2 separate regions of the Gossypium hirsutum genome follow, and region 2 is linked to region 1. The links are chromatin contacts, called in public Hi-C maps. All regions are on one chromosome and are shown on one strand. Each heading gives the region's core, a stretch centred on a gene start, on an enhancer-like site or on the middle of the called end of the contact. The rest is flanking DNA. Distances are from core to core; before and after follow the strand shown.

Region 1 (4,335 bases), core at 1,093-3,592:
TTAAAGTTTTTTTAATAAAATATTTTAAGCAACTAAATAAAAATAACTTAAAAAGATTTAAATAGATCAGATAAGTTTAAAGCAATTTTTTATAATTGTAATTATTAAAAATTTATAAATGTTATTTATATAATAACAATATTATAAAATACAAGAGCAACTAATGGATTAGAGAGGATAAAATTAACTGGTAAACATGATAACTATTCTATTTATTGCAGTGAAATAAAAGAAACACAAATTGTAAGCATCTTTTCCATTGAGCATTGGGGTGGCAATCTTTTGGATCATGTGCAGTTTTAGGATTCATTATAAAATATGAATAAATAAATAATCATATGAGCTTATAATACCAGATTGTATAAGTGTAATAACTTGGCAGAAATGGGACAGCTCAATGCTAAGATCTGGTTGGGGCATACTATCCAATCCCCACATGATATTTCAATGTTTTATATTAAAAATCACTTGCATTGCATTGCACCCCAACATTATTCATGCAACCAAATTTTACCATAGCATGTGCTTCCTCCACCAAAGGTTCCAAACATTCAATTTTGCCAGAAATTAAACCCACAACATCATTTTAGAATCCAACATTTGGAGACAAAACAGTGAATACATACAACCACAATACTGCCTGCTAAAGTCATAGAAGCATCTACCCATCTCGGCATCGACGGAAGTATCTCATTACTGACCAAACGTAAGATAACAGTCACATTCCGATACGGACAGAGAGGTTACATTCCCCCCTCTTAGACACCTGAACAATTTTCTTCCTAAAACTTTAGTATTGTTCATCAATTAACAAAAGAGAAAAAAAAAATTGCTTACAAAGTGAAATTGCTTCAACCCCAAAAGTCCATGACCAGTATTTAATGAATCTCCAGCTGCAAATCAGAACAAACTATGTAACTTGTCACTTAAGCATGTGGAATAGCAAAGCAGAGTAAATGCTTTAGCTTAAACTCAAATGAAAGACCTGTTCAGAAACTGAGCTGCCAACTGGGTGATTGTTTGGGTGGTTCTCTATGCACTTGAGGAGATACTTGAAGGTCTCGATCTCACAAGGGAGCGTAAGTCCACCGTTGTGATCGTACCCGAATTCCTCCTCAGCCTTCTCCAGCAGAATAGTGAAGACAGGATGGCTGAGGTAGCTTGTCGGGATGATAAACCTTCGAAGCTCTGGTCCGACGTAAACTGCTAAATATCCCTTAGGGACATCGGGCGGCGGTTCGGAACCGTGGCAACTGTCCTCATCAGAATCAAAAGACATAATGTTTTTGAGCCTTTGGTTGATTGGTGGGCAGAAAACTCCATGGTTTTCTTCTGAATGTGGGGTATCCGTACTCGGCATCGTACATAACGTGATGGTTTGCCACTTCTGAAGGATTTCTTTTAGTCTAACAATCTGCCGGATCCCGGTCGACTTGCTACCACCTTGATCATCCATGATTGAATCTTCTGTGTAGTAGTGCGATGAAATCCAAGATTGGGATCTTCCATTACATGTCCATGATTAAACCAATGAATCAAATACCTTTAGAACAAACAAGATGAACAATTCAAACACACTATTGTTTCCTTCAACTAGATCAAAGAAATAGAATTCCATCCACTTCCATAATGTGAAAGTAAGCTAAGAAATAACATAATCAAGAGCATAACAAAGAATGGAAGTAAAAGACTTTTTAGGTTTTGTTTTAAGCCTGCACCTGCACTCAGATAACAAAATTTTGTTTATATAACCACAAGCTTCGTTTTAACATTGAGATCTGCAAAATTAAAGCTAGCCAAATTTGTAGATTGAAACCTTAAAACATTGTCAGCAATGATACATCAACACAAAATGGTCTCTTTCAGCTAAATTAGTTTTTCTTTTCCCTGTTAGATCAACATACCCCAAGTTTTATTACTCGGAAAAAAAAATCTGAAAATTGAACCAAAAAGGAAATTTTCTTACCTGAATGCAAATATGGTGGGAGTTAGCAGAGAACCCGAAGAAGAAAAGCCATTTGAAAGGAGTATGGAAAGTGATTCAAAAGGAAAAAAAAAAAAGAAAAAGAAAACAACAAAAAAGACAAAAATAATCGTTAGAGAAATCAGAGTTGGTAGTTCTTCTTGTTCTGGTTTTAAACTATTTCCAAGCGTTTTGCTGTTTCATTGACTGTCGTATCAACATTTGCTTTGGGTAAGGTGACTGTCGGAGGATGGTGTTTTTTGTTTTTTTGGTTCTTCTATCTCTTTCTTTTAGCTGCTACTTGCATCGGTTTCCATTTCCATAGATTTTAAAGCTCTATTCTCTTATTAATTTAATTAATTAAATACCTTACATTATTTTTATTTTTTTATAAAGTTTGATTAATATACATGATAATTTTGAGAAAAAATTATTTAAAAAAAAAGTAAATTCTGATAATTGTAAATCGAGTGATAAGAAGTTCCTTATCCTTTTAATTAAAATTTAAAATTTAAATTTATTTTTTATACAATATTAAAAGTAAAGATAAGGTGATAGAATTTTAACACTTTTCAAATAATTATTTAATAAAAATTTTAACCACAGGTCAATATAAATGAAGACTTGAGTTTCAATTTTATAGATAAGAAAATAGTTATTGAGAATTTTACCCTCATTGAGGTATCTGTATAAATTAATTTCGAATTTAATGAAGATTTAATAAAATGATAAAATTAGATTTATTTTCTAAATAAGTCTGATTTTTTACTTATTTGGATTTAATAATTTTTAAATCATTCAAATATGGCGAGGATATTTAAGGATAATTTTAAAAAAAGATAGAGTAATGTATAGTTACTTGTAATTTTTATCTTATAATAATAATAATAATAATAAGTGATATTTTTAAAAAACTATTATTTGTGTGGTGGAGTGAGGAGGAGATCGATGGGAAAGAAAAAAAATGAAAACGTACTTGAATAGATCAACTCAACTTTAGATGACGTGTCACCGTAATTGGACCACACATCGCTTTCGATTCTTTGCTTTTCTAACTTTGTGTGCACGTGCAGCCCCCTATTTTATTTTATTTTTTAATTTTAAGTATAATAATTTTTTTACCTTTTAACTTATAAAAATTTTATTTTAGTCCTCAATTTAATTTTTTTATCTTTTTTAGTCTTAAAATTTATATTTTTTATCAAATAGCTCTAAAACAGATAAAAAATTAATTTTACTGACGTGAAATACAAGTAAATTACCACATAAATGACACAAAAGAATTTAATTAATTTTAAAATTTTAAAAAATATATATTAAAAATAATATTTTAAATAATTTTAATGATTTTTAATTTTAAAAATATTTTTATATAATTTTTAAATTTTTAAAAAATTAATTAAATATTGATATGTCGTCTATGTGTATTTCACGTCAGCAAAGTTAAATAATGTTAATTTTTCATTCATTTTAATATAATTTGACAAAAAAACACAAGTTTATAAGTAAAAGAAGCTTAAAAATTAAATAAAAGGTTAAAATAATTTTTTTATAAAATTAAAGGGCCAATAAATAATTATACCTTTATTTATTTTAGAATAAGCGACATCAACAATCATTTTCCTTTAGAAAACAACTTTACTTACACCGTCCAAGTATATATATATATATATATATATATATATTATTTATAAACTATAATATGCTTATTTTAAAATAGCCAAATCATCTTTCCGTTACAAAATTTATACTATTAATTGATTAATTATTTTATAATTTTTATGATTAGATAAAAAAAATAGAAAAAAAAATTAGCATAGATATGTGGCCTGAGATGTAGTTTACGTTTAATTATGATGTCTAAGGTGATGTATGATATATAAGAAAATAGAGTGATGTATAACTTAATAATTAAGTATTACTAAATTTAAATTATAATTTTTTTGACATATTGTTTAAAATTAAATAGTGAATGTAATTCGATTGTTTGATAAATATAAATTTTAAGTTATAAAAAATATTCTACATTTATCCTTAACTTTTAAATATTCCATTTTGTTTTAAACCAAATCAAAATTTAATAAAAATTAAAATAAATTATAAATAGCTATTATCTACTTATCTTTTTCACAGAAAAATTCTATTCAGTTATTTTTATTTTGTATTATCAAATATGTAAGAAATAAATCATTGAAAATATTATATTTCAATTGATTTAACTTTTTCAAAATAAGTATTAATTAAGAAGTTAGAACATGGTAAGCACGAGGGGATGTAGCTCAAATGGTAGAGCGCTAGCCTTGCATGAGAGAGGTACAGCGTTCGATCCCCCGCATCTCCACTGCAATAACATTTTATTTTCCTTTTCCTAG
Region 2 (4,335 bases), core at 731-3,230, 220 kb before region 1:
TGATAATATAATATTATATTATATAACTATTATCAAAATCAATTACCTACTTAACCTTAAATTGATATACTAAATTAATAAATTACTAATACATAAAATAGTAATACAATATATACTATTAATAATATAATATAATATAATATAATATATAAATCTTACTAAAAATATTAATACATATATAACTATTATAGCATAGATTATAATAAAAAATATAATATTACATGATATTATAATGTTTAACCATCGATGCATATATAAAGTATTAATATATTATATGAAATGATATAGGAGGCTAACTTTCAAATATACGAAAAGTATAGGGATTTAGAGCATATTTCAACTAGTATAAAAATAAACAATAATACATAATAAGTAATATATAATGTACTACTATTATAATATAGATTATAATAAAAGGTATAGTTTTATATTATATTATAATGTTTAATCATTTATGCATATATATAAACTATTAATATATGATATGATATAATATGATATAGCATTATATAATATGGTTGGAGGGCTAACTTTTAAATGTACGAAAAGTATAGGGACTTAAAGCATATTTCAACTAGTATAACAATAAACAATAATATTTAATATATATATATATGTACTACTATTACATATAACTATTATTATATTATAGATTGTAATAAAAAGATATGATATTACATAATATTATAATGTTCAATCATTGATGCATATATATAAACTATTAATATATTATATACTATATGATTGGTATAACATTATATAGTATGATAGGAGGGTTAACTTTCAAGTGTATAAAAAATATACAGGCTTAAAGTATATTTCAACCAGTATAATAATAAACAATAATATATGTTAATAATTAATATATAATGTACTACTTTTATATTATAAAATATAATAAAAAATATAGTACTATATGATATTATAGTGTTTAATCAATGATGCATATATATAAACTATTTATATATTATATGTTATGATATAACATTATAGAATATATTAGGAGAGCTAACTTTTAAATGTAGGAAAAGTATAGGGACTTAAAACATAATTCAACCAATATGATAAACAATAATATACGATAATAATTAATATATTATGCATTACTATACTATTATAGTATGTGATATAATATTAATGAAAGAATATATTTGATAAGTATTAATATAGTAACTATTATTATATTATAGATTATAATAAAAAATTATAGCATCAATGGTTGTGTAGTTTAGTATATTAAAATACATGTTTATAATTATAACTAATAATACATAAAATATTATTAAAAATTTAATATCTAGATAAAATATTATATTTTAAATTAGATTTTGAATTGGGCTTTAACTTTTACAAATTGTATTTAGGTATTGAGTTTAATTTCTTTTTATTTTGGACTTGAGATTTGAGATATAATTATTTTTATTTTGAGTTTGGGTAATAATAAGTATATTATTTGGGTTCAGACTTAGTATAATATATTTGAGGTTTTGGAATAAATATTTTAGAATATGAATATTAGGTTTATAAATTTAATAAGCAAGATAAAAAGTTATTTAATTGTCAATAAAAATATAATAAAAACAATAAAAGATATTTTCGTTAATTTTTATAATATCATAGAATAATAAATTTTACATATAATAAGTACTTTAATTATTTTATAGAAAATAACAATATATATAATTTATACTTTTTATAAGACAAATTTGAATTACGTTGTCATCATATAAAAGTTAAATAAATTATTATATTCAAAATTAAAATATTTATAACTTAAAAAATTTAAAATTATCTAAATTCGTCATAGCCCACCTAGCTCGACCCAAGCCTGAATTAAAAACATCCATATAAAAAAATACTCAAGTTCAAAAGATCCAAAATCTGAACTAATCTGAGCCCGAAATAAGCTCGATCTGAGCCTGTCCATTTGCAAGCTCCAGAAAATCGAAGGCAATTAACGTTTACTAAAAGCACCAACGCCTTGAATTGGGCCTTAAAAATGTTGAACCCATAAACATTGTCATTGAAATTTAGAACATTAATATAATGGCCCAAAATTTTAACCGTTCAGGGGACTCTAATAAGTTAAAATATCTCTATGTTATTCAAACTTTTAGAATTTAATTTTTTTCCTCCTAATTGAATTCATTTAATTTACAAATGTAAAAAAATAAGTAAAATTATTAAATTTTTTCTGTTAACATCAAATTTATTAGAATATTATTTTATATTACATGATTATTAATTAAGTTTTTTCTTAATTTATAAATGTCGCACTATTAAATTTAACAAAAAAATTAATAATATTAATAACTAGAATTAAATAGTAAAACCTAAAAATAAAAGTAAAAAGAAAATCCAAATGTAACAAAAATTACGTCAACTTAAAAGCATAATTTAATTAATCTAGTTTGACAGGTTTTAAATCGAAAAGGGATATAAGGAGACAAAGTTACACACCAACTAATGTTATTAATCAAATATTGATAATGCTAATCAAACAATAGGTGACATCCACAATGTTGCAAAGATGATAATTAATTTGCTTAACCATATTTATATCGGGCATAATTAATGTGGTAATAAGTCCTTTACAAGAAAATTTTTAAAAATATGAAGTGGAAACTAATTTTTTATTATTATGTGTGATTGATTATCTAAGAACACATTCTTTTAATAAAAATTTTAAGTTAAAAAAATAATTTTGGTTTGCAAAGCAAAAATTGAGCTCGGGAGTACGATTGCGTGTGATAAAAGTATTAGCACCCTTACAAAGTTCTTTAAGAAAAATGGTATCATTTAATAATGTGTTATTCTCAATTTTAAAATAACAAATTTAAATTTAGTATCTAAAAATAAATGTTGTCATAAAAATTAATTTATTATTAATTCAACGAATTTATTTTTAAAACAAAAATTCTAATGGGAACTCAATGGAAACTTGTAATAAAAAAACTTTAGAAATATCTTGTTTCATTCATGGAAAATGATATTCTTTTATGATAAATAATTATTGAGTATTTCAATAGCACCCTGATGATAACCTAAAATTATCATTGAGTTAGAATATAAACTCGATCAATGTGAATAATACGAATCAATACACATATATAAATTGCAGAGAGAGAAACACACCAGCACACAATGAAACAAAATGAAAAATTACATCACAAAGCTAATTAAGACATCACAATACAAACTCATAACATGAAAATAAATTGTAAATATTTTATAAATTATATAAGTTCATGGGGCCTTGGGAATTTTAAAAAGATTATTTAGAAAACAAAATAAAATTTATATATTTGTTTAAAAAATAATTAGCCTGTGATATCATATGATCAAAAGAAAATTATTTTAAAAACCTAATGATATTTATATTTTATGAAATTTATTGAATTCGCAACATCTTGTGAATTTTTATACAATATTTTGGGTTAAACTCAAATTATGCAACAATAACGAAAAACGAGAAAATTGGACACAAATATTTACGTGAAAAAACCCTTTCGAAGAGAATAAAAAACCACAAGCAAAAAAAGCTTTACTAAAACGACAATTACCAAAAGAGGAATACAAGATGGAGGAACAAACAAACCTAAACTCAAAATTACAAAATTTTCACAAAATTCTCAAAAAACTCTCTTAATTATGTTGTTGAATTCAACTAAAATTCGTGACTAATCTGATTAGAATATTCTCGATTTATTAGAGTTCGAAAAAGATAGTAAAGTTTAACTTGGAGAAGAAATCCGGTTTAGTAGGGAATACGTCGCCACGTCGTGACGTGGCATATTGCCTCGTCAGAATGTCATTCTCTGCATCGTCAAGATTTGACGATTCTTCTCGTTAGGATATTGATGTCGTGTTGTTGTGACAATGGCTCTTCCTCATCACGACATCAGCTCTGTTTCATCTGGAACGCGAGGTACACTCCACAAATCTCCACCTTGACTCATATTTTCAAAACATCTTCTTTGTCAAGCCCTGTCAAGAGCCGAACTCAATCTTTGTCAAATACTTATCAAGTCTAAGTAATGTTTGAACTTGGAAATTGGAAGACTTTTTTTTTTATCATAATGGTTGGATTGTTTTCTGTGCCGATTTTGTGAATCTGAACATCTCTTTGAACGATTAGCTCTCCAACAAAGTGGTACCAAATATCTATGTGCTTTTTTCTTTTGTGATGCATCTGATCTTTAGTGAGATATATGGCACTTTGACTATCTCAATGTACAATGATCTTGTCATTTTTATCAACTAGCTCCCTGAATAGACCTCACAACCAAATGGCCTCTTTCACAGCTTCTGTGATGGCTATATATTTTGCTTCTA

The links. A called contact is a pair of places that touch in the nucleus more often than the background predicts.
Region 2: a contact with region 1 is called in a Hi-C map of leaf, with 2.0 times the contacts expected there. The contact joins the enhancer-like site here to the promoter of LOC107962186 in region 1. A contact is called at or near these places in 2 of 34 Hi-C or Micro-C datasets (callus and leaf).

What each region holds. Positions count from the first base shown.
Region 1 is chrA06:22,706,206-22,710,540 of Gossypium_hirsutum_v2.1, reverse strand. LOC107962186 reads right to left here and starts at 2,342. Exons shown (of 3, transcript XM_016898484.2): 1 at 1,967-2,342; 2 at 986-1,502; 3 at 568-893. The coding sequence starts at 1,456. The coding sequence ends at 879.
Region 2 is chrA06:22,929,371-22,933,705 of Gossypium_hirsutum_v2.1, reverse strand. No RefSeq gene overlaps it. Among protein-coding and RNA genes, the nearest start is that of LOC107962183, 27 kb to the left of the region's middle. Within about 2 kb of position 1,980, at least 2 of the 9 cell types and tissues checked have an H3K27ac peak or open chromatin away from gene starts, as enhancers often do. A contact at or near this core is called in leaf, where this site is marked.